Regions from separate parts of the Mus musculus genome. Here all the other regions are linked to region 1. Evidence: chromatin contacts called from public Hi-C and HiChIP or PLAC-seq data. All regions are on one chromosome and are shown on one strand. Each heading gives the region's core, a stretch centred on a gene start, on an enhancer-like site or on the middle of the called end of the contact. The rest is flanking DNA. Distances are from core to core; before and after follow the strand shown.

Region 1 (2,646 bases), core at 42-2,541:
AAACTGATTTTTACTTAAGGGCTGTAGAGGAACTTTCTAAGAAACTCCGGGTGAATTGCTTGGCAAGGAGAAAATACATTCACAGATCCACCAGTCTCTGTGGTTTGTATTTCTTTTATCTCCTGCATGGCGTGGCCTTCAAAGAAATGGACAAAGAATGCACAAACTCTGCCTTCGGAACTCTGTTGAAGCATTTTACTGGGCCAGTGAAATGGCCGGGTGTTAAGGACAAACACAATGTCTGTTGGCAGTTTCATATGGCCCAGCTTGGTAGTAAGGGGCAGGAGAATGACACTTAGTGAAGGATCAGGGAAGGCCTGTGGGAGGTACGGATGCTCAGAATGGCAGAAGGCATGTAGTGGCTAGAGCTACCTCTCAGAGTGTAGGTGCCAACTTTTATTTCTTAACTCCAGCATTCTCCAGGACCTCTGAGTAGTCAGCTGACCTCACCTCTTGCTCTGCCCTTTCTCATTGTGAACTTCCAATCTTGCAGCTTAACCCTAGAGAGAGGACACTCAGCCAGGTGGCATTGACCTTGATCTGCACTCCAGCCATTTTGGGCTCCTTCTCCTGCAGTTTATCTTGGGAGCACAAAGGTCCTGATTGGATTTGATGCTCAAACCTCTCCCCCAAGGCTTCCCTTTTAGGGATTTGGGTATTTTAGACAGAGAAATACACAGACAGCTGTGGGTGGGTTGGATTGTGGCCGGTTCCCAGCTGGGCAGAATGCAAGGCTCTCTGCTTTTCAGGATCCTGCTGTTTTCTCAATGTGAACAGGGGCTGCCCTTGGGGCTGCTCTTGCCTGGTTCCTTACTTAGTACTTCTGTGAGACTGATTCTACTTCCTGTTGTTGCTGCCCATTTAGACTTTCTTCCTCCTCCCTCCTGGCAACTGTTGGGGGGGGGGTTGCCTGTAGCAGAGCCCAATCAGACTTCTTCCTGGAACAGCCTTTCAGCCCAGGGATGTGCTAGATCAGGACACACACACACACACACACACACAGACACACACACACCCCAAATCAGAACATGAACAAACACACACAAAACAGATCAGGATAGACTGACAGACCGACAGACAAACAGACAGACACACACACACACACTCCCGAGGGCAGTGGAGGTGTGGCAGAGAGAGAATTTTCATGCACTCGACTTTTGTTTGCTGAGCCCTGCCCTGGGCGTGTGCTGGACCACCTTCCTAAAGGAATCACGCACAGCCTGCAAGCAGCCAGGCTGTTGAGCCCGTGGAGAGGGCCACACGTGATGAAAGGATGTGTGATGGGGGTTGAAAGGCTATGTGTGTTTCCTCAAGAGAGAGAGAGAGGGGAAGATCTGAAAGACTGAGAAGGGAGTCCATTTGTTTTGCATGAAGAAAACAGTGTTATTTGAAGGATGCTCTCCAGATGTGCGAGTACAGTCTGTCAGTCACTTGGAGGGAAGGGCAGGAGAGTAGCAAGTTCAAGGCCAACCAGGGCTACACAGTGAGATCTTGTCTCTAGGTGGGGGGGGGGGGTAGGAAAGAAATGGTAACAAATTATTTAATTTTTCTAATAATGGAAATGGTAGCTACTTACCATGGGTTTTTCAGTATTTTGGGACATGACTTACTAATTTCAAAACCACTTTAGGTCAAAAGATGAAACGGCTTTAATCTTCACTGTAAAATGTATTTTTCTTCTGGGTCTTACCTGGTCCTGGGTTGTTGTAAGCCAGCAGCAGTGACCCAAGCCTCATGCCTTCATGTCTCTTTCTCTCTTTAAAAGAAAAACAAAATTGAGCCAGGTGGTGGTAGTGCACTCAGAAGGCAGGCAGAGCCCTATGAGTTCAAGACTAGCCTGGTCTACAAAGTGAGCGCCAGGATATCCAGGGCTGCAAAGAGAAACCCGGTATCAAAAGTCAAGCAAACATAAGAAAATGTTTTGTTTTGTTTCACTTTAAAATTGATTTGCATGACTGTCACAATGCCACGGTACATCTAGAGGCCATAGGACAACTTTCAGGAGCCAGTTCCTTCCTTTTGTGACGTGATATCCTGGGACTCAAACTCAGGTTGTCCAGCTTGGTGGCAAGTGCCTTTACTTGCTGGGCCATCTCATCAGGCCTCCCTTACTTTGCCAACCTCACATCAGACCTCTAACCTTTGAACTGTATTTTGGGCCAATGAGCCTGTCCTTCCGTTCATTAGACTCCTCACCCAGGACAGCCTTCTGTGACTGTCTCCATCAGGCGAGGTCTCATTGAACAATTATGAGTTAGGTTTCCTGGCACTCTGATGGTTTCTTCTCCGGAGCAACCAGTCATTCATGGATTTAGCATCCTCGAACACCTCTCCCAAGACACTAATTATACTTAATTTAACACTCTTCTCTTTCCTGTTGAGCTTATTTCCCCAGGGTCTAATTTCCTCCCACTGCTGGTTTTCTCAGATGCGTTGTGATCCCTGGGTGTACCTTATGTACCAGATGAGAGTTTGGAGTTTGCCACTGGCAACTAGCACATTCCGGGCCTGGTGGAAATCCCTTCACCTTTGGCATCGACCCCTGATAACGATGAGGGGGAATTGAAACATAGAGGGGAGGGGCGAATGTGGGTGAGAGGAAGATCTGGAGTACAGATAACAGGCAGGAGGAACATGGGGGTCGAA
Region 2 (2,646 bases), core at 64-2,563, 220 kb after region 1:
ACAGGAGTTGGGTTTTGCAGCACATAGCTCAGACAAAAAACTCCTTTCATTCCAACTGCCCCTCATGCAAAGCAGTCCTCCAGGGAGGAGGAAGCTCCTTTCAGAGGCCTGGCAAGGATATCAGCCCAGGCCCTGGGGCAGAGGTCTTGTTCCCAGGTCAGTCCTGAGCAGAGAAGAGGAGGTGGAGGAAGAGGAATGTTGAACTGACCCTGTTCTTATTCTAGCCTGACTGTGGTTTTCCTTAGCTAGTTTGTCTGGGGTTCAGAGAAGTGAGCAGGAGGTCCCGAGCCCTTCTCAGATGACCTAAGGATCGGAGTCTCATTCTATAAAAATAAACTTAAAGCAATAAGCCCTCTTGTCATAACGACAAATGTGGGTAGGCACAGGGTTTTGTAGCGCCCTCCCTGATGCTTCCGCTGCCTAGCGAGTCTGTTTTTGTGTTTGAACAAATACAACGTAAGATTGACCAATCCCACCGTTATTAAATACACAGCTGGATGGTGCTCTCCACATTCAACACCTTAAGGCCCCATCATCGTCCCTCTACCTTCAGAATTTCCATCTCACAAAACTCTAAGTGTGCACCTATTAACTTCAAACCCCCAATTCCACTCTCCCATTCCCAGCAACCCAGTCATTTTGTTTCAGTCTCTGTGAATGTGACTCATCGGGTCTCTTTCTTATAAGCAGAATCATAAAGCAATCTTTAGCAAATGCTTAGGGTTTATTTTTGTTTTATTTTTTGTTTTTGTTTTTGTTTTGTAGTGTTTTCAAGATACTTCTCACTGTGATGAGAAAGTCAGGCTTTCTTCTTTTAGAAGGACTGATCGCCCAGAAGAGCATGGGCCAGTGTTTATTCTTTAGTCTCCCTGTGGGCCCTTGGGTTGCTTCTTCTTTGGGCCAGTATGAACAGAGCTGCTGGAAAGGTAGGTTCACACACCGGTAACGGCCTTACTTAATACTTTCACCAGCAAACAAAGGACTCTGTAGAGTGTGTGAAGATCTAACTGCTTCATAAGAGCAGGTATTTTTAAGTTTTTTTTTTTTTTCGCTTGAAGTTGGACTTTTAGATTGCCATATTTTTTGGTTTTAGTGTACTATGCAGTCTCAGAATGAATAACTCAGACATTTTATGAGAATCGAATTCATAACCAGGGTGAGAACCATGACAAGAGGAAGGCATGGCCGCCAACAGCCAGCCTCCCAGACTGGCCCCAGGAAGTCAAGAAGGGAGAAGCTGTAACTCAGTAGTGAGCAGGCAGAACACACCCACGTGGCTGTGTAAAAGTGGAGGAAGCCTGTAACTCCAGCCTCATTGGTCTGAGTGTCTCAGGGCTTGGGTTCTGGACTGATAGGGAAACAGTGTGAAGGAGCGGCAATGAGTGTCAGGAGAATCAGCCTGACTTCCGCTTCCTCTCCCCCTTGTATAGTGACGCAGCTCAGACAGGAATGTGAAGAGTCACGTAGGTCCCATGGTGTGGCTGGGAACGGTTGTCTTCACAGTACAGTCTGCACGATGGCCCAACCAGTATTATACACACTTATGTCTCTACTAGCCGAGTAGATGCTCAGCACCTGTAGATACCTAGCATCTCTGTGGCCTGGGACCCAATACCAGGGCCTGGATCAACTTGACATTGAAGCAACTGTCCTTCCCTTCTGACTCTGTGTAGCCTCCCATGTTCCTTTCCCTCAAATATCTGCGCTGTTTTTCATTCAACTCACTTCCCTATTTATTTTGACTCTGACTCAGTAGTGCCACAAATCTTACCAAAGGCTACCGAGTTCATTGACGTTGGCCGGTTGTATCGGTAGGTACCTCTCCGTTCACTCTTTTGGAAGATGTATTGATTGACAAGTTTTATTTGTTTGCTTTAGACAGACGCTCCAGGTGTAGCTAGCTCAAGCTGGCCTTGAACTTGTGATGCTCTTTCCTTGTTCTCACAACTGTCGTGAATGCAGCCCCGTTTCAGTGCGCCTGGCTTCTGGAAAGCTTGTGAATGTATTGCCCAATCTGAGTCACCTTGCTGCAGGGGTGTGGGTAGGAGAGTAGCGGGAAAGGTGGGAGGATGGTGGTGGGAATCCCGTGGAAAGCTAGGTTCCCTTTTATACAGACTTCAGTGGGCAGCCGATAAAGCAAGGCTGGGACACCGACTGGAGGAAAGGGCAACCGGGCTGAGCTGGGAAGAGAGCAACCTCCTCCAACAGCTCACCTCCCGGGTTCTGCTCCTCCGTTTTTGCTCTTCCTTGTGCAATCCGTGGCCCTCGAGACATGACTCACTCAATGGGAAGACTGTAAAACCTCCACAGAAGGACGGCTTTGTGAGCATGTTGTTCTTTTATGGAAGGGCCTTGGTTATATTGATTAATTAGCCAGCTAATTAACTCATCAACCTCCTTATGTTTACTGAGCGCTGACTGTGTGCCAAGCGCCCTGCTTTGTCCCTTCACCGTGATGTACGGAGGCTGTTGAGCCTTGTAGACATGTGCCTACTTAAGTTGGGAACTTAGAGAGAGTTCCTAAGTGAGGAAAATTTACCCACCCTCCCAGGTAACTCTTCAATGCTACCTGTTACTACCTAAGCAGTCCTGAGTGCTAGGAACTGTTTTCCCGACTGTAGGGTTTAGATGGAAGGCTCTGAAGGG
Region 3 (2,646 bases), core at 89-2,588, 210 kb before region 1:
CTGCTCCCTTGGGCCCATTGGTCTTTTAAATGTGTTTCTCATTATGGATGGTTGTGAGCCACCCTGTGGTTGCTGGGATTTGAACTCATGACCTTCGGAAGAGCAGTCAGTGCTCTTAACCACTGAGCCATCTCACCAGCTCCAAAGACACACTTCTGATGTTCCATCTTGACATAGCAGGTGTGAGCCATCACTGCAGAGCTTTAAAAAAAAACATCTGTCGAATGGCACTTGTGATGCATCAGGAGAATGGGGGCCTCACCAGCCACCTGGGGTAGGAGGGCACACCACACCACATCTGCCTCCAGAGTTGACCGGAGCCATGTGTCCTCGTTTTATGCAGTCACTGTCCTTTTGGTGGGCACACATCCTCCAGTCATAGACACCTGACCCCGTGCACGTGCTGGGCTGTGTGTGCGATAGGCAGTTTCACCCTCACAAGGCAGATCCTGTCACTTTCCTCCACCCCTGCTCTGACAGGAAAGGGTTTTATTCCTCCTCAGCTCACTGGACTGGCAACCTAAGACTTGCACTCTGCAGGGTGAGCAAACTGGATGGAAAGTAAGATAACTGCCTTTGGGTTTCGCTGCTTCTTTCTTTGTTTGGTTTTGCTTTTTTTTGAGACAGGGTCTCTATATACAGCACTAACTGTTCTGGAATTCTCTACGTAGACCAGGCTGGTCCTGAACTCACAGAGAGCTGCTACCTCTCTCTGCCTAGCCAGTAGTACAATTAGAGCCACGGAAGCAATATCCGGGGCTGCATTCAGTTTTCATTGCTTGTTTTATCCCCCTTCCCATTTCCCTGACGCCCCTAACTTTTTCATGCATAGTAGGACTACCATTTATGTGAGAGAGTTGTGTGGTGTCTTTGTGGGAAGGCGGGGCTAATGAGCAGCTATACATTCCCCACCCCACTCATCTGAGAGCCTGGGGTCCAGCCCTCACCATGTTGTCAATTCCTGTGAGAGGCAGGCAGGACTCAGGACAGCCCACAGTCAAAGCCAGGCAGGTCACTTCCCTATTTGGCTCCAGCTTCCTTCCCCTGAAAGAAGCGACTGCTGTGTTCCTTATTTAGGACACTGACTTTGGCAGCTTTGGCTTGGAGAGCACTGGTTTGTTGTTGTTAACGAGCAACCTTCAATTATAGGTTTAAAATAAACCCAGCGGTTCTCCCTGCTCACCCCTCCCTCCCCCGCCTCCTTGGGAGCGGGCAGGCAGCCGCTGGGCGTGGCAAACGTCAGGAACCCTAGAGCGGATGGACAGAGAATGTCCCCCATAGGCGCTGGCATTTGAACACTTGGCAGTTTGGGGAGGTTTAGGAGGTAGGACTTCGCTGGAGGAAGTATGTCATTGGGGGCAGGCTTCCCTGCTTCAAGCTTGTGGTTCAGGATGCGAGCTCTCAGCTGCTAAGCCTGCTGAGTGCTTCCACCTTTCTGCCACGATGAACTCCGCATCCTTCTGGAATCGTTAGCCCAAATCAACTTTTCTTTTTCACCCACGAGTTTACCTTGGTCATGGTGTTTTATCAGAGCCGCAGACAAGTAACGAATGCAAGCCTGGAACAAGCACGATGAAGCTATTGCCTACTAGGTCTGCCAGCAACTGAGGCACGAGTGCAGCTCAGAGCGTCACTCTTGAGTCTTTGTCCCTCCCGATTTTATACTCCTCCACCCCAAAGGCTGACATCATCTGGCTCTGGAGTTCCTCCCCACAGCTTCTGAGGTAAAGACTCAGTTCCTTGCACATTATGCTACTGGAAGATAGAGGGATTTATTTTTAAGGGGCAGGGCCAGTAGGAGGAAGTGAGATTGTTGGACTGTGCCCTTCAAGAGGCCCTAGGGAGGCTGGTTCTGCCTTCTATCTCGTTGCTTCCTGGTTGCTGTGAGATAAGCAGCTTCCACGGTTACAGTTGGCAGTGAGACTACTGACCGTGGCTGGAAGCCTCCGAAGCTATAAACGGAAGCAAACGCCACTTGTTTTTGTTGAGAGAGCTTCTTATTTTGTTAGTTTGTTTGTTTGTTTTTTGAGACAGGGTTTCTCTGTGTAGCCCTGGCTGTCCTGGAACTCACGCTGTAGACCAGGCTGGCCTCGAACTCAGAGATCTGCCTGCTTCTGCCGCCCGAGTGCTAGGATTAAAGGCTTGTGCCACCACGCCCAGCTTGAGAGAGCTTCTTGCTATGCAGTAAGCCCAGGCTGGCCTTGAATTTGAGACCTTCCCACCTCAGCCTCCCAGACACTGGGATTACAGGCCTACTATATCATTCCTAGCTAGTCCCCCTCTGTCTACCTTCCCTCCTCTCCCCCTCCCCCTCCCCCTTCCTAAAGATTTTTGCCTTGTTTTAGATGTATTTACTTTATTTTGTTTGTCAGAGTTTTTGTCTGCATGTATGTCTGTACAACACGTGCATGCCTGGTGCCCACGGAGTTTAGAAGAGGGCACCAGATCCCCTGGAACTAGAGTTACAGATGGTTGTGAGCCACCATGCGGGTGCTGGGAATGGAACCTGATCCATTGCAAGCACAACAGCTGCTCCCAACTGCTGAGCCGTCTCTCCAGCCCCTTTCGTCTTTGTAAGTTGGTTATAAAGTCTTATAACTTATAACTTTATAAAACTGGGTATTTTGTTACAGTAATGGGAAACTA
Region 4 (2,646 bases), core at 64-2,563, 190 kb after region 1:
ATAGATAGATAGATAGATAGATACAAAGATATATAGATACATAAGTAGATAGATACATAGATAAATAGCTACTTAGATAGATAGCTTTGGGGTAGCCCAGCACCTAGGCAAGCTGTTGCTAGGCAGCTGTTGGGCAGAGCCTAGCAGGATCATCTGTAAGGCAATAGTGGAGGACCTCATTTGTGGGCTTCATCTCTACTTCTGTATTAATGTCTCAGTGGCCTTTCTCTTTTCCTCTTCTCTCTTCATTATTCCCTTTGCCTTCTGGAATCCAATCTGTTCTCCATGAAGGATCTGTGGGAAGCAGAGTTTGGAACCCAGTGCCTTGTCCTTCACTTTGGGGACAGAAATAGGATGCTCCAAGTGGGTAAAGCCAGCCACACCTGCATCCTGACCCCACCCCTGCACGCGAACACACCCCAACAGCTATGAGGCAGGGCTCATTTTAGGGGGACTTAGGGACTTCTCATTGCAATTCTTCATTCACCTCTCCCCGAGGGCTGACGGCTACTTGCAGGGAATGTTGGGAAAAATTCAAGTGACAGGTTATGCAAGGGCTGGTGACTACCTGATGGACGAAAGACTCTGTGTGTGTGTGTGTGTGTGTGTGTGTGTGTGTGTGTGTGTGAGTGAGGGGGGTGTTTGAACAGTCCAGGAGAGGGTACTTTGCAGGCAAGGTGCAAGTGCTGTGAGTTACAACATAAAGGGGCCTTGTTACACCATGGTGGTGGAGGCAGAAATCAGTGTAAGCTACTTGTCCCTGGAGTTCTGCCAAAAGGCTTCATTTCCTGACCTCTAAACCCTTTGAAGTCCGAATGCCCCGCCCCCCATCACAGTTATAAACAGCGAGGCTCCAGGGCCAGGGCCTTCCCAGCCACACCTGCTAGTATACAGATCTGTGTCCCCAGGAGGCAGCTTCCTGTACCTTGTACTGCCCAGCAGCTGCTTTGGGGGTCTAGCGTCAGGAGCGGTTAGCACATGTGTGTTACAGGAGTCCACAGTTATTCAGGGTGGAAGCTAAAATCTGGGGGGACATGGGGAAGATAGGATGCCCCAAAGTTGCATCCTGTTGCCATCTTTCTCTCTGTCTCTGGAACACTTACTGAAGGTTGGATTCATTGGCTTTCTCAACGCACACCTGCCTCGGTGATCTGAGTTATTCTGGGATATGGAGTAACTTCAGGGGCCCTCTGCTTTGTCTCAACAGTTAACAGATCCCAGCTCTTCTTCAGTGTCAACAAGGTTTCCCATGTGCGCCAAGGGTAGCAATGTCCCTGCCTTATCAGCCTAGCAACGAGAAGGCCAGTTTCCAGGAAAGCGGCCACCTGATCCAGCCTGGTGAAACCCATTCGCAGCCCAGCCACTGCTCTGTCCTTCACATCCCAGCACTCAACAGCAGAGCCACATGACAGCGTTTTCAGTTGGCTAGCCCTCCTTCTCCCCGGCAGCCGGGCTGTGGTTTGTGAATGGTAGAAATGCCTTGAGCCTTTGAATATCCCTCTAACCCTACATTGGTTAAGGACAGCAAAGCAGCAGCTTGTGGGGCCTGGGCTAGCTGGGTGGGCCCAGAAATGTCCCTCCCTCCCTGCTAAGCTCCCTGTCTTGTGAACCCAGTAGGAAACAAAGGCTGTGATGCTGACAGGCTGTTGTTAGGTACTTCCCACCCTGGCTGTGGCCTTTGATTAAACAGGGGTGATGGTGATGTTTGGGGTATACTTTGGAGAGCCTTGAATAATCTAGTTGTCGTTTGATTTGAAGAGTCTCTTTTTATAACTATATATGCCTTCCCTCTAGAGAACCAATAAATAATGTGGCCATTCTGGCAGGGCTGTCTTTCCATAGCTGCCCTGGGGAGTCTCTGGCCCCCCACCAGTGGCTTCTCCTGTTTCAATTTCCATGTCCTCTGGCTTCTGTAACCCAAGGAGCCCCTGAGCTTGGGAACAGCTGACAGCCAGACAGCTCCTAGTGGCGGTACCTGGAGAAGGAAGGGGTGGATGGGCACTGGCTTGCCAGCTTGCTCTGGGGCACCCTGTCCCTAGCTACTATGAGTCATTTGAAAGGTGAGCAAGAATGTGCCCTGGGTGAGCATAGGGGAGGGGGTATCTTCGGTGCCAAACCCAGGGAACAGAGCAGGGCCCTGTGGGCAAGGATGGGGTGGATATGAGCCCTGTTCAGAGGAGAATCACAGACAGCCCTGTTGTCTCTACAGATCATTACCTCAGAAGGAAGCTGGCCTTGTCTCCAGTGGGCATCACCCTAAAATCAGAGGCCATTGAAATGCATTTGGAAGATACTGCTTTGCATAAAGGGGCACTGTACTGGTTCAGAGGGCACCGTGTTGAGATCGGGGTGTCTCGTTTCATGGCAGGCAGTGTGTGTTGTGTTGCCTGCCGGGTGTCTCATTGCATGCAGTAGGTGCAGGAGGCATTGCATACTGTGTTTAGGCAGACACATGGCTAGACTGCTTACACAGTTATTACAGAGATTTTGTGGAACCTCTTGAGTTACCTACTAAGCCCAAACTTTCTATTTTTCCAGACGAGGAACCTAAAGCCAGAGGAGAAGCAGAAGTGGAGCTTGAGACTGTCTTCTTCCATATTCTCAGGGTGTGCAGCTTCACACCCCTGCAGCTCCACACTGTCCCTG
Region 5 (2,646 bases), core at 82-2,581, 160 kb before region 1:
AGAGGTATTTTTTTTTCCTCCAAGTTCCAGTTATCCTTTGGGGACACAAATGACTTTGGCTCTTACATTCTTCTCCTTCCCCTTCCTGCAGTGGCTTTCATAGAGAGGTGGATGGCATCCTCTGGCTGTCATCTGTTGCCTTAGAAAGTACAGCTCCCTCACCCTGCACTGAGTGGCTGCAACAGGTAGCTCTCCTTGCTGTCCTGACTCATAATCAGGACATGTCAATCTTCACTCTAGACAGGGTTCTAACAGCTAGACCTTTGACTCCATATACTACTTAATCCCCTATTGCCTATACTTTTCCCCTAAAGTAACTTCTCAGTTACTACCTTTTGTATACATTCTTTCTGCACACTTGTCCAGTTGAGGTCAACGCCTTTTGTTCTAGCTACCAGGGATGCTGAGGCCAGGAGTTTAAGGCCAGCCTGGGAGGTAAACCCTGTCTAAAAAAAAGAAAAAAAAAAACCCACAAACAAAAATAACTTATTCTTGAGAAACAAAGACACCAGAGGCTCTTTTTACTAGTCAAGCAATATTATTCATCAAATTCCACCCAACAGTCTCTACTTCAGGCAGTTTCTTCGATAAGCTAAACTGCCCCATTTTCCTTAACTTCTCCCTGTAGCCTGCAGTCCAAAGTACACACCTATAGGCAGTCTTGACTTGAAAATGAGACTCAGGTGATGGGGCCCCAAATGAAGTCACTACTCTCAAAGTGGCCTCACTGGCTCAGAGCCATTACCTCTGTGGGAATTCACTGCCAGCTTCACCACAGAGAAAGACTGTCTGCAGCAAGGGCTAAAATAACAGTGTCAAACCAAGCCCAAACCTACGTTTCATGGTAGAATGGAATGCTCAAGTCACTGAGACCATTTGTCACCTCAGCCTGGCAGGAGGTTCTTCTTAGGTTTCTGAAAGATGTCAGAACCTCCTCATTCACTCATCTTCCTTTTGTGGGGGAGGAAAAGATAACCATCTTCATAGTAAGCCAATGATGAATCAATGCTTGCCACTCCCTAGCCCTTCCAGAAGAGGAACAAGAAACACTTAGGTTGGGCCTTTCAAGATGGTCACCTCATGCCCAAAGGAAAAAGCAGAGAGCACTATTGTGGGTGGAGGGGAAGACAATGTTAGTAGAGAGGTCTCCACCATCTGGGGACACCTTGTACCGTTCAGGACCATGAGAAACATCAGAGGAAGTAGGAGGAATCTGGACCTGGAGGAAGAAGACAAATGAGCTGAGAGACTCATCACCCAACCAAACCACCAGAGCTCCTTCTCCATGACTGCAGCACTCACGGCTGCCTTTTATCTTAAATGGGGCAGGTGTGCAGCACAGATGGCCTGTGCTTTCCACAGATGACACAATCAAGTGCTTTGAGGGAAGAGCCTCGCTGTTCTAATTCGGCCAGCGGGGCAGGGAGGGGGCCTTGGAAGAGCAGGTTCTAATCTTGGCCCTCAGTTTTCTCACCTGTAGAGCTGGCTGCAGCTCCCCCAGAGTGAGGCTGGGTTACATAAACCCGGAACCTAAGAATGTACTGCTGACTCCCTCTGAGCCCGTTATGAAACAGAATCTGGCCAGAGGAAAATAGAAAATCTCCCCAAAGACCAATACCCTCACTGTGCAGGACCCCAAACCCTCAGAGCAGTAAAGAACAGTTCAAGGGGGGCACATGGGCACCAAAGGAGAGATGGTGATTCCGTGCCACACACACAGGCAAAGGTTTCCTTGCTGCTAGCTCATTTCCTCATTGAAGGGGGTGAGGGGAACAGACGTTGCCTTCCTTAACAAGTCAGAGAAAGGCTGGCTGCCGAGTGGGCACGCTTCAGTGTTTGCTAGCACCAGCTTGTGCAGCCCAAACTGGTCGGACAGGCTGGATATTTACACAAAGGTAGAAAACAGTGAGGCAGAAAGCCCAGGGAAGTGCAGCCGGCACACTTGCGGGTCTCGATCTGTGATCTAGAGCTGGAAATCAGAATCCTACTTCACGTTGCTAATTTCCTGTTATAACACTGGACAGGACACACACCCATGTCTGGGCCAATGACCCAGTAGAAGAGATGATGCTAGACTCTCCATTTCTCATCCTGCTCCCAACACACCTATCCCTTCTTTGCTGTGACCTAGTTCTTAGCTCTCATAACCACTGGGCTGTTCAAGTGTGGGCAAGCATGATGCTCTGGGTTTTGATGCCTTCCACTAGTTTCACCCAGTATGATTAAGCTTTTGAAATATTTTAACAAAATATGTCAAAAACATCACACTGCCTGCATCTCAGAGAAAACTTTGGTATTTATTTCATCTCCAAAAGAAGATGAATAGATAAACGTTCCCACTGCCAGAAGAGAAGAAAGGTTGTTAAAAATATTAGCATCCAGCCAGCCAAGTGATAAAGGATCACGAACCAAATCATGAATTTGAGAAGCGGCACTAGGAGAAGAGGCCGGACTGCTATTTAACACCCCGTGCACGGACAGTTTTATGAGATCTTTCCTTCCCTTCCAACTCACTGAACTCAAACTGGTCTTTTAGAAAGAAATAAAAAATAAGCACCAGGCACAAGTACACTTTTAAATTATTCTCTTGAAAATGAAACTGTAGTGAACCTTTAAAAGTATAATAGAGAGGGAAAAACCACACTA
Region 6 (2,646 bases), core at 96-2,595, 130 kb after region 1:
TTATTAACCCTTTACTTGATAATCTTACAATGTGTTTAACATGTGGTGGGAGCATTCCACTGTACATGAGAAGTGTGCCAGGCAGCCTCAGTTTCCTTCTGCGTCCATCGCAGTCCCTTCTCTCCTTCTGCAGGCAACAGCGACTCCAATGCTTCTTCCTAAGGCAGCCCCTACACAGATATGTTTATGTGCCCTCTCTTACATCCAGGAGCAGGCATTTGGAGTCGCTTCTCGCTCCTCGCTCAGGTCTGTCTGCTTTGGGGTCTGCTATGATCTGAAAAGACTCCATGGTGTGTTCTCGCTGCAGTGAGCTATTCTGCCATGATGGGCTGAAACTCTGAGCCCAAGTCCATCTTCCCTACCAAGTTTCAGTCAGTTATTGTCACAGCAATGTCACCACAATTAATACAGCCAAAAAGAGAGAGTTTCAGCGTTCAGGGGATATCTGGATTCAGAATTGCAGGTAAGAGATTAGATCTGCAATATTTAGCCCGTGCCAGGCCCTGGGTGGGCATCCTTTTACACCTTTGTTTATTTAGCTTCAGAATATAAAAATATGGGGCTAGAAAGACGGCTCAGTGTCTCTTTTTCCAAAGGACCCGAGTTCAATTCTCAGCACTCACATGGCAGCTCACAATGGTCTGTAACTTCAGTTCCACCCTCACACCAATGAACATAAAATAACGCTAAGTAAACTATTAAAAATATATAAATATACTCTAGCTGTGCAGAAGTTGGTTAAGTTGTTTAGACTTTGGGTTTGGCTAATTTGTGTGTGTGTGTGTGTGTGTGTGTGTGTGTGTGTGTTTTGCAACTTTTTGTTTCAAAATAAATAAAAGAGTAACAATGTTTAAAACAAATAAAAGTACTTTAAAAGTTTTCTTTTTGTTACTAGTTTTTATGTGTTTATGTAAGTGTGTATTTGTATGTGTATGTGTTCAGGTACCCTTGGAACCCAAGAAAAGGAGTGAGATTCCCTAGAGCTGGTGTTACAAGCACTCTGAGTCACCTGGCATCAATACTGGGAACAGAGCTAGGGTTCCCTAGAAGAGCCACAAATACTTCTAACCACGGAGCCATCTCTCCAGTCACCTGACAGAAGTCAGCACATGGTAAGACAGACTAACAAATGTGCTAGTCTGGGTCTCTCTTCCTCTTCCTTAAGAGCCACACATACCATCCTAGGATTCCTACTCCCACCTGCCCTAACAGCCTCCTGGAGTCCCCACCTCTGCACCATGAGCGTGTGAAACTGGAGGTTAACTTTCCAGTCTATGATGCTTGAAGGACTACATTCAACCCTAGTATGTCTGAGTCCCACACAATAGAAAGGAAGTGTTTGACTGGTGAGTCAATATGACCGGGTAGATGACCCAGACATGACATTTTGTTAAGGACCTGTAGCTGTCCTAGGAGTGGAGAGGCTGCCAACCACGAAGAGCCTTGAAGTCCAAGGCTTTAACACCCCAGGGCGGCTCCACCCACATTGTCCGTGTTAGTTGATGGCATGAATTAGCTGGTGGTTTGTTACATTTAATTAGAAAGTAGATGCTAGAAACTGGTCTCTCTGTCTCTCTCTCTCTCTCTGTGTGTGTGTTTCTGTGTGTATATTTCTCTGTGTGCATCTCTGTGTGTATATCTCTGTGTGTCTATGTGTGTGCATCTCTCTATATGTGTTGATTTCTGTGTGTCTCTCTGTAGTGTCTGTGTATCTATCTATGTATGTGTGTGTGATTATCTCTCTCTGTGTGTGTCTGTGAATGTCTGTATCTCTATGTGTGGTTATCTGTGTATGTCTGCGTGTATTTTTATGTGTGTATCTATCTGTGTGTGCATGTGTGGTGTATGTGTGTCTATCAGTGTGGTGTGTGTGTCTGTGTGTATATGTATCTATCTCTCTGTCTCTGTGGTGTGTGTATATCTGTGAATGTCTGATCATTCCTACACCTTGAATGTTGTCCTGTCCAGGGGATAATAATCTTTCTCTAGTGTGCACTGCCTCAAGAGGACACTGTGGCTATGCTAAACTCTAAGCCTAACCAGGCTTCAAGTAGAAAAAGAAGTCTTGAGCCTGTCTCTCTCTCTTCATGTGACAGTGAGGAGAGCTGGCTCTGTCTGGCTCTGTGAGTGATTTTTTGGCTTGAGGCCACCATAGTTATATCTGCCCTGGTCCAGGGTCTCCTTCAGGTAGCTGCTATCTGCTATCTCTAGTCATCATGGTTCAGGTTTATCATCCTGTTTTATGTGATGGAAGAGGGAGTGTGAGAGGACCTAACAAGAGGATGGGCCTGTGTAGCCCAAGGAAGAGAACTGTTTGTGACCTGGTATGCCATCAAAGCATGGCTGGCTCATAAAGTCTAAGTCTGAGTGACTCAAGCTTATTGCCTATTATATTTAGATGCCCAGAATGGTACCCTGTCACTCCTGTCCTCACACAGCAGCTGCGTGCTGGCCTTGGGCTACGTCTTTCTCATGTAGTGTCCTGGCTGACTTAGCAGGAGTATGCTGGCTAGAGTACTTTCACAAAGCGTGCCCACCGTGCACTATCTGCAAAGTATCAGCCTGCACTGTCAAAAGATCACACTTTGATGCTCTGAGGTCAGCCTGGTGACTTTGAAACCGTCCCATCCAATACCACTCCAGCTT

Evidence for each region. Hi-C and Micro-C count contacts between places; a contact is called where the count stands out from the background. HiChIP or PLAC-seq counts read pairs in DNA pulled down with a chosen protein or histone mark.
Region 2: a contact with region 1 is called in an H3K27ac HiChIP or PLAC-seq map of microglia, with 5 times the contacts expected there. The contact joins two enhancer-like sites. A contact is called at or near these places in 6 of 484 Hi-C or Micro-C datasets (CD4 T cells, CD8 T cells, Th1 cells and 2 more), 8 of 115 datasets of contacts at active chromatin or transcription factors (T-cell acute lymphoblastic leukemia, acute myeloid leukemia, cardiomyocytes and 3 more) and 1 of 9 other capture datasets (embryonic stem cells).
Region 3: an H3K27ac HiChIP or PLAC-seq map of microglia shows a contact between it and region 1, with 3 times the contacts expected there. The contact joins two enhancer-like sites. A contact is called at or near these places in 1 of 484 Hi-C or Micro-C datasets (nephron progenitors) and 2 of 115 datasets of contacts at active chromatin or transcription factors (embryonic stem cells and microglia).
Region 4: a Hi-C map of CD8 T cells shows a contact between it and region 1, with 1.9 times the contacts expected there. The contact joins two enhancer-like sites. A contact is called at or near these places in 3 of 484 Hi-C or Micro-C datasets (CD8 T cells, Sertoli cells and uterus) and 3 of 115 datasets of contacts at active chromatin or transcription factors (embryonic hindbrain, microglia and pancreatic cancer cells).
Region 5: a Hi-C map of cerebral cortex shows a contact between it and region 1, with 1.5 times the contacts expected there. The contact joins two enhancer-like sites. A contact is called at or near these places in 2 of 484 Hi-C or Micro-C datasets (cerebral cortex and pre-hematopoietic stem cells) and 1 of 115 datasets of contacts at active chromatin or transcription factors (pancreatic cancer cells).
Region 6: a contact with region 1 is called in an HNF4G HiChIP or PLAC-seq map of pancreatic cancer cells. The contact joins two enhancer-like sites. A contact is called at or near these places in 2 of 484 Hi-C or Micro-C datasets (liver and uterus) and 3 of 115 datasets of contacts at active chromatin or transcription factors (Th17 cells, microglia and pancreatic cancer cells).

The regions. Positions count from the first base shown.
Region 1 is chr13:37,749,931-37,752,576 of GRCm38.p6, reverse strand. No RefSeq gene overlaps it. Among named protein-coding and RNA genes, the nearest start is that of Gm31600, 10 kb to the left of the region's middle. Within about 2 kb of position 1,291, at least 92 of the 459 cell types and tissues checked have an H3K27ac peak or open chromatin away from gene starts, as enhancers often do. A contact at or near this core is called in CD8 T cells, acute myeloid leukemia, cerebral cortex and 2 more, where this site is marked.
Region 2 is chr13:37,525,083-37,527,728 of GRCm38.p6, reverse strand. All of the region lies in intron 2 of Gm30863 (a long non-coding RNA gene), which reads left to right. Among named protein-coding and RNA genes, the nearest start is that of Gm30863, 6.6 kb to the left of the region's middle. Within about 2 kb of position 1,313, at least 31 of the 459 cell types and tissues checked have an H3K27ac peak or open chromatin away from gene starts, as enhancers often do. A contact at or near this core is called in acute myeloid leukemia and microglia, where this site is marked.
Region 3 is chr13:37,957,888-37,960,533 of GRCm38.p6, reverse strand. No RefSeq gene overlaps it. Among named protein-coding and RNA genes, the nearest start is that of Gm52041, 7.1 kb to the left of the region's middle. Within about 2 kb of position 1,338, at least 83 of the 459 cell types and tissues checked have an H3K27ac peak or open chromatin away from gene starts, as enhancers often do. A contact at or near this core is called in microglia, where this site is marked.
Region 4 is chr13:37,560,993-37,563,638 of GRCm38.p6, reverse strand. No RefSeq gene overlaps it. Among named protein-coding and RNA genes, the nearest start is that of Gm47754, 19 kb to the left of the region's middle. Within about 2 kb of position 1,313, at least 77 of the 459 cell types and tissues checked have an H3K27ac peak or open chromatin away from gene starts, as enhancers often do. A contact at or near this core is called in CD8 T cells and microglia, where this site is marked.
Region 5 is chr13:37,907,461-37,910,106 of GRCm38.p6, reverse strand. All of the region lies in intron 5 of Rreb1 (ras responsive element binding protein 1), which reads right to left. Among named protein-coding and RNA genes, the nearest start is that of Rreb1, 20 kb to the right of the region's middle. Within about 2 kb of position 1,331, at least 47 of the 459 cell types and tissues checked have an H3K27ac peak or open chromatin away from gene starts, as enhancers often do. A contact at or near this core is called in cerebral cortex, where this site is marked.
Region 6 is chr13:37,621,315-37,623,960 of GRCm38.p6, reverse strand. It overlaps Gm40915 (a long non-coding RNA gene), which reads left to right. Exons shown (of 4, transcript XR_873251.2): 3 at 943-1,112. Among named protein-coding and RNA genes, the nearest start is that of Gm40915, 4.9 kb to the left of the region's middle. Within about 2 kb of position 1,345, at least 50 of the 459 cell types and tissues checked have an H3K27ac peak or open chromatin away from gene starts, as enhancers often do. A contact at or near this core is called in pancreatic cancer cells, where this site is marked.